4 separate regions of the Mus musculus genome follow, and regions 2, 3 and 4 are each linked to region 1. A link is a contact called in public HiChIP or PLAC-seq and promoter capture Hi-C data. All regions are on one chromosome and are shown on one strand. Each heading gives the region's core, a stretch centred on a gene start, on an enhancer-like site or on the middle of the called end of the contact. The rest is flanking DNA. Distances are from core to core; before and after follow the strand shown.

Region 1 (2,969 bases), core at 326-2,825:
GTAACCCTGGACCCAGCAGATCTTACAGGAAACAAAGGTGCTAGGAGGTGGGTGGGCAGGGTGTGTCAGTCTGCACTCGCTGCTCTAAAACAGAACAGATTCCCAGGGCTCCCAGGCACAGGATGTGGCTATGACATGTGCCTTCCCCACTTATCTTTGACTGCCTAGCTGTTTGGCATAGCTCGAAACCCCCTTACTTTATTCCCCAGCTAAAGTGACCACAGGAGACTAAGGATGCCTTTGGATCCTTTCAATCCCCAGGGCCATGGCCTCTTCCAGTGAACAGAGCCAAGCTGTGTGATGACTGAGGCAGGTGATGGGTTTAGATGGCCACATCATTACACTGTCATCTAAAAAGATATTCTGTCCTGGAGTGTTCAAATCGTGCCCCCCAGACTATAGCCTATTCATATCAGTTCTCTCTCTCTCTCTCTCTCTCTCTCTCTCACACACACACACACACACACACACACACACACTGTCAGCTGTGATTAGCACTTGAAGACACTAGGTTCTCAACACACACAAACCGGACTCTCTGTTCCACACTTGTGCAGTTTTGGCTGGCAGACACACACGCACACACACATACACAGAGATGCAGACACGCATGTACACGCACACATGTGCACATGTACAGACGTATGAATACATACACAGACAGACACTCACATGCACACATACACATGTGTGAACACATATGCACATGCACGCGCACACAAGTACAGACACACATGTTCCGACACACATGCCCTACACACACACACAGACACATGCACACACACAAACACGCAGGCGTGCAGCAGAACCATCACTTGGCCTCCAATCTGAACTTGCCCTTGCTTCTGTCTTCAGCATCTCCTCCCACAAACAGGGCGCTAAGCACAGAAGCCCTCATTTCTTACCTTAGTCCTTTGTGCAGCCCCAGCCAAGGGCCTCACACTCATCAATCTGATGTCTCCTCTTGGAGCATCGTTGTGCCTCAGCAGAGCAAGGAGCAAAAAGTCAGGATGCCTGGGACTGGAAGACCTGGGTTCAGATTCTAACTCTGACAGTCATGCTGTGTGATGCTAGATGACTTACTCAACCTCTCTGTCCATCTGCCACCCTGCATACTTATGTTAAGACCACTACCAGGCATTTAATGGAGGCTCATTAATATAACCCCATTTTTACAGATGGAAAAAACTGAGGCCCAGAGAGGTTAACACAGGGCAGCACAGCAAAACAATAGATGAGAACTTGGGTGGGGAGGACTGTGGGGGGCTCTGCTTCCTCAGGCCTGGCTCTGAGGTGCTCTGTGGCAGCCTATCTTGGGTCCCCAAATAGGAGGTCAGGAAGCCTCAGGGGACCTAGGGGACCTGTGAGCCTGGTCCCCAATGTTCCCAGGCTGCCCAGAGGGTCAGAAGTCACACCAGGAGACAGCAGAACCATAAACAGATAATCTCAACAAACACCCTGAGCCTGAGTCAGGGAAGAGAGGAACTCAGCAGGGAGGAGAAAACGAAAGTGAAGGGAGGTGACTCAGGGAACACACCCACTGTCACCTCAGGAACACCCCCAAGAAGCCCTGGAGAGAAACGAAACTCTACTGAGAGTACCGGTCAACATGGACCTGTTCCACACGCCAGCCGGAGCTCTGGATAAGCTGGTGGCCCACAACCTGCACCCAGCCCCTGAGTTCACAGCAGCCGTACGGGGTGCTCTGGGGTCGCTAAACATCACCCTACAGCAGCACAGAGCCCGAGGGTCACAGAGACCAAGAGTGATAAGGATTGCCAAGGTGAGAGGGTGGGGCACCCCAGGGCAAACACCTTCAGGGTCTTCTTGAGGGATGGCTCAGGTGTTGCTATAACCAGCCAGTCTGTGGGGAAACTGAGGCATCAAAACCCAAGTTACACTTCCAGGGTAAAGGCCCAGCCAGGGCCACACTGGGTCACCTGATGGCTTCCTATGCTCTCCTAAAGGCTGTCTCATTCACTCATTCACTCAATCACTCAGACTCTAACTTCACACTGCCTGAGCCTCGCTGATCTGAGGCAGGGGGATCACGCACTCACACCCATTGGGACCCAGTCTTTGAGAAAAAGAACATGACCCGGCTAAAGCACACAGACTCCCTCACCAACATGGCACCTGAGGTAGGGATTACTGCCAGCTTTAGGAGTGGGGAAACTGAGGCTGAGTGGAGCTGAGCTGCTACTCTAAGCCACACTGTGTCACCTGGGCATCCTGCCAGGCCGCCCAAGAACCTTTGGCTTCTCAGAGAACTAGGGGGAGATAAACTCTGAGCCGCCTTAAGCCTGGTAAACCTGCTGATGCAGGGGCATCATAGGGACCTAGGAGGGGCACAGTGAGACTAGAGATTGTCCTGGGCAGGTCTCGGGTCACCTGACAGTTCCTGAGGCTGCATCTGAGCTGGAGATGTGGAAGGAGGCTTGGGTCTGGGAGACAGAGCCTGCTTCTGCATCTCAGGTGTGGCTGAATTCCTTCTAGGGAATGGGGGATGTGTATCCCTCCTCCTAAAGCCCCAGGGGTTAACAGGAAACAATCCGCCACAGGTCACTCTGGGAAACAATGAATCTATTGGTCTTCCTTACTGAGCCTAGGGAAGTGGGCCCCACTGGAAAGTCTTCACCAGCAGAGACCAGGCCTTCTGTAAGCTGCACAGGCTCTCCCCTCCTCCCAGTCTCCCAAGCGATATACCTCAGGCCAGGAACAGTTTAGGGCACAGTTGCATTAGAGAGTGGAGAGGTCCTCGGGTGAGGGTTGATGAGCAGTGAGTAATATATGAGCAGTGAGTAATATAAACATCACCAGGCCATTATTTCAGACCTAACTTGGCCCTTGTGTACTGGGGGTTACAGGTGTGGTCCACCAGAGGCTACAAAGTCTCCTTTCAACCGCCCAAAGAGGATCGGGTAGGGGTGGGGGTGGAAGGAACAGGGTTCATGGAGCAAGACCTCTTT
Region 2 (2,969 bases), core at 126-2,625, 190 kb after region 1:
GGGGATCACTGCAATTAGCCTGGCAGTCACAGCACACACACGTTGTGAACATACCTTGTGCACTCACATACACGTAGGCACCCACAGATACATATAAAGTAAAAATAAATAAAGCTTTACGTTATTTTAAAAGAGCGTGTACGGCTTTTTGAAAGGACTAGAGTTTAGTCCCCTGCACCTATGACAGGTGGCTCACAACTGCCCACCCGTAATTAATTTTAGCTCCAGAGGATCCAAAACCCTTTGTCTGTATTCACATTCACATACCCCACCAACGCAGACATAGTGATAATAATATTAATAATGATAATAAAACTTTAACAATTAAAGGGGAAAAAACCTAATTAGACCAAGGGTGGTGGCACATGCTTTTAATCCCAGTACTCAAAGGCAAAGACTGGTGGATCTCTGTGAGTCTGAGGCTAGCCTGGTCTACAGAGTGAGTTCGAGACTACATAGTGAGACCTTGTTCCAAAATCAAAACAAACAACAAATCCTTATTTTAAGCATACACTGAAGGGGGTCACGCACCCAGCAAGCTGACCTCTGAACATAGTGCGGACAGTGGGCACCAAAACAAACCAACCCATCCAATTACTTGAACTAAGTTCACTCGATGTGAACTTCACAAATGGTATCAGTAAGAGATGAGGAGAGGGACTATGAAATGGCAGGTGGACCAGACAGGAAGCAAGACTATCAGAAGAGGATACTTGATGGTGCTTGCAGGAGGCCTAGAGGAGGACAGGATGGAGGTTGGGCAAGGGAGTGAGGACCTGGAGCTGGACGGGATGGCAAGTGGGGCGCGGACGCCTGGAGGGGAGAAATCACTGGACGGCGTGCCTACTAGGTGCACACAGCCTGCAGCCTGGGGCTTCCCCGCTGTCACTCACCAGCTCCTCAAGATGCAAGTTTCTTGGCCCACAGTTAAGCAACTCGGCGGCCCTTATGTTGCTAGGTTACGAGCCACTCTTAGAAGGCGGGACTTTGAGTTTGACTGACATTCTTTTTCACCATTTAACTTCGAATCGGGTTGCGTTGGCTCCGCCTCCTGAAAGATGGCCAATCAAAATCCCCGCCTCTCTGACGTTTCGCCAATGGAAAGACGCAGGATTCCTGTTGGTTGCGCGAGTGAGGCGGGGGTGGGGGTGGGGTGGGGAGGAAAGGGGTGTTGCTTCCTCGCCCCGCCCTCCCTTTGGGAGGAGGGCTGTGAGAACGCTGAGTGACGTGTAGTCTACCCTGTCAAATTTCATTGCGACCCCTCTGATGGCCAGTAGGCTGTGGCCTAGGGCCGTGGGCGGGGCTTTCGGGGCTGAGTGACAGGAGTCGGCGGATGCGAAGGCTGGCGCAGCTGCCGCTGTGGCAGCGGTGAGGCGGCGGTGGCGGCTGCTGAGGCTCCGCGCTGGGGATATTGGCGGCGGCAACTGCGGGCTGAGCTACGCTGTGCAGACCCAGTGCACAGTGCGGGATCCCGGGACGGCGCGTGTAAGGATCCGAGGGGTGCGCGATCTTGGCCCGAGGGCAAGGGTCAGGGGTCAGAAGGTGCAGAGAAGGGGCTGGGGCTGAGTGCTCCAGAAGCCCGAGGCGGGGCCCTGGGAGGTGGCCGGCATGCTCTCTCCTTGCGGATCCCCTTCTCTCTGCACCCCTTTTCTTTGGCCTGACTTCCTGGGGCGACCCGGATCGCGATGGGGATCGTGGGGAGCTAGAGCCCCCGAGCGACCCTTCCTCCCTGCTCACCTCCCTGCTGTGTCCTCTTGTGACCTGGCCGGGGACTCCTGCCTGGGTCAGTCTGCCTCAGGGGACAGATCGCAGGATGGCAGCTAGCTATCTGATTCCGGGACCTTCTTCCAGGGGTGACCTTACCCCAGGGGTGACTCGCTGGGTCTCCGCTAGAGAGAGAACCAAGGTCTGCCAAAGGGCTGGACCTTAGGAGCTCCGAGTCTGCTGTGTGACCTTGGACAGTTTACTTACCCTCTCTGGGCCCCGTTTCTTTCTCTTTGAAAAGTCATAGGCTCTTCAGGAGGCAAAGGCAGGAGAATGGCAACTTCAAAGCTTCAAAGCTCCATAGGGATATCCCTACCACCAAAGACAAAAAACAAGAAAGCGGTTGGTGGATTTCGCCTAAGTGGAGTGCAGTTTCTAGGAATAGTTGGTGGGGCTGCGCTGAAGTGGGCAGTGTCCCCTGCGTTCCATGACTACTTGTGGCTCTTTACTTGGGAGAGGCCACGCTAAGCTGCCTCATGTATCAAGTGGGCGCTAACCAACTGAGGGCAGAGCCGTTGAGTCGGAGCCAGGAGGTTGTTTCCTGTGGGTGGGGTCTACAGCTGTGTACTGTAGATGTTCAGTAGCCTCTCTGGACTCCCTCGCAATCAATCCCAAGTTGTGATGCTGGAAATATTTCTAGACAGTGGGGACAAAGTCACTCCAGGCGAGAGCCATTGAGGTGAGACCAGGCATGTTAGAATGGAGTCATGCATCCCGCTGTTAAAATGTAAAACCCACTGGGAGGATCTCCCTAGGATGCTAGTGACGAACATTAGAAACCTGTTGTCATGCGTTGGGAGAGCTTCTTGCCTTCCAAGTGAATAGCGAGAACACACTGTTAGAGCCTCCTCCTCATGGCCTCAAAGTACATCCTTGTAATCCCTCTGCTGTGGAGTGCGTTAGAAGTGTGAGCCTAGTCTATGCAAGGCACTGGGGGAGGAGAGAGTTAAGCCAAAATTCAAAACACACTGCAGTTCTTTAGGCAGCCAAATGACGGGTATCTTGTGGGAGTTCCTCTTCTGTCTCCCCTTGTTGAGATTTCCAAGCAAAATAAATTCTCAAATCTGGAAAAGGAAAACAAAAAACACAAACGAACAACCCCCTCCCCACCCCCCACTTGCAGGAACTTTGCCAGGCAGAGTCTTTCAGGCTTAGCAGGCTGCTGCAGAAAGTGGTGTTTATCTCCGCTGCCGCCACCGCCTCTG
Region 3 (2,969 bases), core at 323-2,822, 160 kb after region 1:
CAGCTAGAACTATACAGAGAAACTCTGTCTCGAAAAAACAAAAAACAAAAAACAAAAAACAAAAAAAAAAAAAAAGAAAGAAAAGAAAAGAAAAGAAAGAAAAAGGCTTTCCCCACTGATCCTAAGTCAACAGACTCTGCACCCAATGTAATATTCTGGTTTCATTGCACCGCACAAAGATGTTGGGTTTTTTCTTTTTGTTTTTTTAGTTTTTGTTTTTTGTTTGTTTATTTGTTTGTTTGTTTTTCGAGACAGGGTTTCTCTGTATAGCCCTGGCTATCCTGGAACTCACTCTGTAGACCAGGCTGGCCTCGAACTCAGAAATCCACCTGCCTCTGCCTCCCGAGTGCTGGGATTAAAAGCGTGTGCCACCACTGCCCGGCTTGCTTTTTTTCATCTTTATTTATTTATTTTTGGTGGAGGGTAATGGTACAGTGTGAACTTGGCTGCTCTCCCGTTCATATTTACATCAGGTGTGCGACAAGCCCTTTAATAAGCATGTGTTTCCCGGGTTGGAGGAGCCTTTGGGTTTTTTTGTACAGCAAAATATTAAGAATTGGTGGTGGCGCTCTTACCAGCTCAGGGTGGCCTTGGACTCCTGATCCTCCTGCCGCCACCACTCCTACCCTGGGAGCTAAGATTACAGGTGTGTGCCACAATACCTGCTTTTACCTGGTGATGGCCTTCAAACCCAGGGCTCTGCACACGCCAGGCAAGCGCTCTATCAACAAAGCTACATTCAGAGCCCACAGGCTGGGTTTTGACTTGTAAAGTTTATTACGTCTTACTACAGCCAGCCTGTGCCGGACTGGGCCTCAGCAAAACCCTTGGTCTGAACCACGGGAGCAGCCTTCTTGTATTTGCCAATGAACACCAGCGTTCTCATTGCCTCTAGCTGTCTCTGCACATTTACTGACCACTTAACGAGTGCAGCTCATTGACTGAGCTGGGAAGGAGAAATGGAGAACCAGATATACCCGCTATGCACAAGACGATGGGCGTCATGAACGATAGGCTTTTGTGCCCCACTTGGTGATCACACCTATCCCCCAAGATGAATACAACTGGAACCGGACCATCCCCAGTTCCAATCCTGCTGTCCTCCCTGACATTGCTGGTGAGCCTGGCATAGCTAGAGCACGACATAAGTCCGTAAATACTAGTTTAGTTTAAAACCGGCTTCTCAGAAGAGTGGTCCGGCCTTCCCTTTAATTTTCTCATCTAAGACCGCCCCAAACTCAGGCGGACCTTCCGCACTTGCACTTTCTATTGGCTGCGTAAACTCGAGCCCGTCCCCCACGCGAAGGGACCCAATGAGGGACCGCGATTAGTGAGACGGACAAGCGGAAGGGCGCAGGCCGAGAGCCCGAACAGGGAGCCCCCTCGCGCTCTTACCTTCCTCGCCCGGGCGTCATCCTCCGCCTGGATCTCGAACTCGCCGTCATCCGAGTCGCTGTCGCGGCCTTGGGAAGCCCCAGTTCGGCGTTTCCGCAGCCTCTTCTTCTTCCACGGCGCCATGGTGGGACGCGACGGCGGGCCAGGTCCCACACGTCTGCCAGCAGCCATGCGGGCCGGGCTCTTAGACCCGGAAGAGGGCGGGGCCTAAGGGACGCGTCGACTGCGCGGGGGCGGAGCCTGTGAGACGCAAGAGCGGCGTCGAGAATCCAGGTTTCACCCGTAGGGCGGGGCCGGGCCTGAGGAAACCAACCAACTTCGCAGGGGCGGAGCGTCAACATGGCTTTATCAATGGGCGAAGCCAGAAGGAGGAACCAACAGAACGGGGGCGGGGCCTAAGTGGTGTACCAGCCGGGCAGAGGCGAGGCCTGAGGGACATACCAACTGGTGGGGGCGGAATGTGTCAACTGAACCGTGATAGATGCTTAAGGGACCTACTAACTGCGCGAATGCCAAGCTGTGAGAGATGTGGTAACTGTAAAGAGAGCAGGACCTGAGGGACATAACAACTGAACGTGTGGACAAACTCGAGGAATGTACCAACCACGCAAGGTTGACCCTACCAAGGGGCGGGGCCTAATGGATGTACAGATGAGGCTGGGGGTGTGGCCTGTGGAACGTACCATCAGCGCGAGGGCGGGGTATAGGGACGTACCAGTGCGCAGGGGTGGGGCGTCGCACCGGTTGCCCAGCAAGGGATGCGGGTGGGCGCGTGTCGCTGTGGCGCCCTTGCTGATTCTGTGCTATGAGGCTTTAAATGTGGCGGAGACAGAGCTTTCTGGCCGGAGGCTCCAGGAGAAAAAGCACCAGGCATGGAGATCCCGTGACGCCTGCGCTTTCAGCTCTGTAAGCTGGCCGGTGCGTTGCTACTCTGCTGTTGGGAGCCTGAGCTGGACTCGGGGAAAATGCATTTCGTATGAGACTGGTTGGCGAGGACTGGAACGCACCACGTTTGCAAAGCGCTTTGCACAAGGTAGGAATGGGGGGCGACAGTAGCTTGGGAGCCCCTTTCCCTCTTCCACCCTAATTAGTTTGTCTGGTTGGTGCCATTCCCCTGCACGCCCGCAGTCGTACTATATTTGTTGAGCATACACTGTAGGGTGTAATTGTGTATTTACTTATTCATTAAATATTTGCTGACGGCATTTTCTCCCGTCTTCACAACTAAAAAGACAGTGCCTGCTTTAGCCTGACCCATGCACCTCAGACGCCAGGCGATCGTGCAGTTCTCCGTGGGAAGTAGAAGCGGGAGGATCCGGAGTTAAAGGTCATTCTTGGCTATATAATAAAGTTTAATATAGTGAGTTTCAGGCCACCTTGGACTACTGAAATTGGGTGTCGGGGACGGGCAAGAAAGTGAAGCACTTCCAAGGTGTCCACTGAACAACAGTAGTCCTTTGAGAAAAACCAGTCGCTTTCCCTCAGCAAGAAAAAGCCCTTTTTGCCCTTGGGCTTGTTATTCCAAGCTGCTGCTCTTACTTGGAAAAGCTGATTGCTCATTCCGACCCCTATTA
Region 4 (2,969 bases), core at 171-2,670, 130 kb after region 1:
GGTGCTGACACCTCCAAAGCCCCTTCTGGCTTTGGACCAAGCAGGAGGGGGTAACCCGCTCCATCCACCCGCCCCCAGCCCCATTCTGCTGAGTCAGCACTTGTTGACTCCGCCCCGGAGAACCAGAGCCAAGGACAGGGGCCGAGGAGCCCAGCGCCCCCAGACCTATCACACGTGCACCTGCGAGTGTCTCTTAGATCACTTGGAGATCTGAGATAGTCCACCCTAGGTTTGCAGGTACAAAACCGGGGTTCCGGGTTAGAGGACCACCTGGTGAAGCGCTGCAAATCTAAACACCACCCCTAAGGCATGAAAAATCTTGGGGTCAGTCTGGATCACAGCCCTCAGGGGCTCTACCCCTAGTGGTCTCTGGATAGCCTCTTCTGTCGCTCGGAGAAGCCCCACCTCCAACACCTGCTGGAGCTAAGGAAGGGATCGCTCAACCCCCTCCTAGGCTCTAAGAGTACCCAGTCCAGAGCTCCTTTAACCCGTCCTGTAAGACCCACTTGGGGACATCCTAGAACAAAGACACCCTCCTTCCCGGGGGTGGGGTGGAGGTGGAGGGAGCAAGGTGCCGCACCTGCTAAGCCTGGGCGCCCCCTCCCACAGAATAGGGAGGGCGGATCCCCAGCAGCGGGTCCTAAACAGGGCTCCCCACAACCCTTCTACGCACCCCAGTGGGCACCCGGGGACTCACACGTCCTTGGCGGGCAGTGCTCGTCCCTCCACCACGCGGATACTCAGCGAGCCGCTCTTGGCCATGTCGCACAGTCCCAAACTTTCCAGGCAAGGAGTCTGCCGAGGTTCTGAGGCTGGACCAGGAGGTGACCCTACATGTCATCAGCTGCGGGCCAAGCACGCTGTCAGCCGGTTCCCACGTGTCCGGGTCTGGGGTGCGAGTGGGCTGGATGCAGGGCTAGGAGGGAGGCGTGCTGGGTCCCGGAAGGGGACATGCGTCCAGAGCTACAGGTAGCTGTGCGCTGCGATCTGGGCAGGCTGAGCCAGGCGTCTGCCGCCCGGGAGGTCCCTCCCGATCCCGCCCCCCGCAGCTGCCCCGCCCGCCCTGAACCCCTACGCGAGCGCCCCCTGCTGGCACCCCAGGCTACTGCACTCAGCCGGGGACCCCCCAGGCGCTATGGGTCAAGGGGTGGGGTGGAGGAGGCGCGAGCAGTCAAGCAGGGCTGCAGGCTGTTACTGAGCTTATTTTGAACCCTCCAAGAACCCGGGTGTCTCCTGCCGGCCCTCAACCCAGCACCTCCACACCTCTCCCACCTCCTCCACCTGCCACCCCAACACCAGCCTCGGGGTCCCGGAACAGTACTCTCTCTGGGCGGCAGGCGGCGCACGCTCCCTGGGGGTCTGATGCGAGTGGAGGGAGGGACCTCGAACATCCCCTTGCATCTTCTCTTCGTCTCCAATTAAACCCGGAGTGTGCCAGCGGAGGCTCCCACGTCACCGGCTGCCACTGCGGGGGAGGAAGCCGCGGCCGCAGGGGGAGGGGAGGCGCGGAGATAACACCGCCCGGGCGGCACGATAAGAGCCATCTGCAATCCTCGAACACTTAACCAAGTTCCAGGCACGGCTTGAGCCTTTCATGGGGATTATCTCAGTTTTGAGCCCTCGGCAACTCTGTATGTCATGGGAGCCCTCTATCTATGGATTTAAAAACAAAACAAAACAAAAAACCAAAATAAACACACACACACAAATTGGGGTCCTGAGAGGTGGGGGACACTTGCCAGAAGTCTCCTTTCTGGGTTTGAGTTCTGACTCTGCTGCCATTTGGTAGATGTGGTAATGCCTGGTCTTAGATGAGTCAGTCACTTAACCTCTCTGTTCCTCGGTTTAGTTTTCTCATCTGTTCAGGGAGCATGACACGACACGTGTCTCATTTACAGGGTTGAGAGAGAATTAAATGAGATACTCCCACACGGGCCTCAGAAGAGTGGTACACACCTAATCAGGCACAGAGCATACGGTATTTTTTGTTGTTCTTCTTCTTCAAGGTGTGCCTTAAATGTCACGTCTCCTGGCAAGGCTTTTAGGAGGCCCTTCCACACCCCCCACGCAAAGCTCTTCTTCCTTTTTCCTCCGTTCCCAAGATGCTTTGTGCCTTTGCGAGTTTTAAATGGGATCATGTGAACAGAAGGCTTGTCCCAGGGTAGACGCTGGCAGAGCTACCTTCCTTCTCGAAGTCTGTGGTTTAACTAACTGGGGAGTATTCAGAAAGGCTGGCAAGGGCAACTTAGGGCCGGGCACCCATGGGAGTGCAGAATGAGGTCACCTGCAACTGCCCTGACTGGCAGGACTGGGAGCACCTGCCTAGCCCTGGGAGCACCTGCCCAGCCCCTGGAACTGGAGCCACCTAGTGGTCTGAATACCCTCCCTCCCCCTCTTCCCAGCCAGCACCCATTCCAGATGGAAGTGAGCTGGTACCCTGGAATTCTATCCTGGTGGGTTTCCGGGAAGACCACAGCAGGCCAACCCAGGGATGACCCAGGGTTGAGTCCAAAACTGCAGCAGCCCCTCCTCCTCCACCCCTGCCTCCCCCACCCCCACCCCCCACCCCCTGCCTACCACCATCTGCAGCAGTAACTCTACGTTTTTCTGGGGAGGAAGAAGATTTGCCCTGTGGTTTCCCTGCACACACACACACACACACACACACACACACACCTGGACAGACACCTTTGCCTGGGTATTTTGCCCCTAGGGTTATAGAGACAAGTCATCCAGGTCCCCGGGCACCCTGATGGAGTGTCCAGATTCCATGACGTACTGGCCAAACACAGCCATCATTAATCCATATTCCAAAGTGAACAGGAAGCCCTACTTCTAATTTTCCTAACTCTAAACCCGCAGTGGGATCTGTCCAGTCCAGCTAGGCCACCAAGGACCAGCTCTGTCACCTCCCTCCTACTTGACACCAGGTCCTCTGGCACAGGGGCCACAATCTCTACATTCTCTAT

Evidence for each region. HiChIP or PLAC-seq counts read pairs in DNA pulled down with a chosen protein or histone mark. Capture Hi-C pulls out chosen DNA fragments and counts their contacts.
Region 2: a promoter capture Hi-C map of liver shows a contact between it and region 1. The contact joins the promoter of Tpcn1 here to the promoter of Oas3 in region 1. A contact is called at or near these places in 2 of 39 promoter capture datasets (macrophages and stem cell-derived epiblast-like cells), 1 of 15 datasets of contacts at CTCF or cohesin (CD8 T cells), 2 of 115 datasets of contacts at active chromatin or transcription factors (bone marrow-derived macrophages and effector CD8 T cells) and 1 of 9 other capture datasets (liver).
Region 3: a contact with region 1 is called in an H3K4me3 HiChIP or PLAC-seq map of embryonic stem cells, with 7 times the contacts expected there. The contact joins the promoter of Ddx54 here to the promoter of Oas3 in region 1. A contact is called at or near these places in 5 of 39 promoter capture datasets (the C10 cell line, embryonic stem cells, hippocampal neurons and 2 more), 1 of 15 datasets of contacts at CTCF or cohesin (embryonic stem cells), 4 of 484 Hi-C or Micro-C datasets (CD8 T cells, Th1 cells, embryonic stem cells and 1 more), 14 of 115 datasets of contacts at active chromatin or transcription factors (the SCID.adh cell line, bone marrow-derived macrophages, effector CD8 T cells and 5 more) and 3 of 9 other capture datasets (adipose tissue, liver and pancreatic islet).
Region 4: a contact with region 1 is called in an HNF4G HiChIP or PLAC-seq map of pancreatic cancer cells. The contact joins the promoter of Rasal1 here to the promoter of Oas3 in region 1. A contact is called at or near these places in 1 of 39 promoter capture datasets (embryonic stem cells), 1 of 15 datasets of contacts at CTCF or cohesin (embryonic stem cells), 2 of 484 Hi-C or Micro-C datasets (CD8 T cells and embryonic stem cells), 10 of 115 datasets of contacts at active chromatin or transcription factors (CD8 T cells, the SCID.adh cell line, bone marrow-derived macrophages and 4 more) and 4 of 9 other capture datasets (adipose tissue, embryonic stem cells, liver and 1 more).

The regions. Positions count from the first base shown.
Region 1 is chr5:120,776,265-120,779,233 of GRCm38.p6, reverse strand. Oas3 (2'-5' oligoadenylate synthetase 3) reads left to right here and starts at 1,575. Exons shown (of 16, transcript NM_145226.2): 1 at 1,575-1,783. The coding sequence starts at 1,610.
Region 2 is chr5:120,587,019-120,589,987 of GRCm38.p6, reverse strand. It overlaps Tpcn1 (two pore channel 1), which reads left to right and starts at 1,375. Exons shown (of 28, transcript NM_145853.2): 1 at 1,375-1,485. It overlaps Iqcd (IQ motif containing D), which reads right to left and starts at 965. Exons shown (of 5, transcript NM_029408.2): 1 at 894-965.
Region 3 is chr5:120,611,733-120,614,701 of GRCm38.p6, reverse strand. Ddx54 (DEAD box helicase 54) reads right to left here and starts at 1,572. Exons shown (of 20, transcript NM_028041.2): 1 at 1,396-1,572. The coding sequence starts at 1,566. Rita1 (RBPJ interacting and tubulin associated 1) reads left to right here and starts at 2,113. Exons shown (of 3, transcript NM_029096.3): 1 at 2,113-2,428.
Region 4 is chr5:120,647,263-120,650,231 of GRCm38.p6, reverse strand. It overlaps Rasal1 (RAS protein activator like 1 (GAP1 like)), which reads right to left and starts at 1,420. Exons shown (of 22, transcript NM_001359144.1): 1 at 1,322-1,420; 2 at 698-844. The coding sequence starts at 762.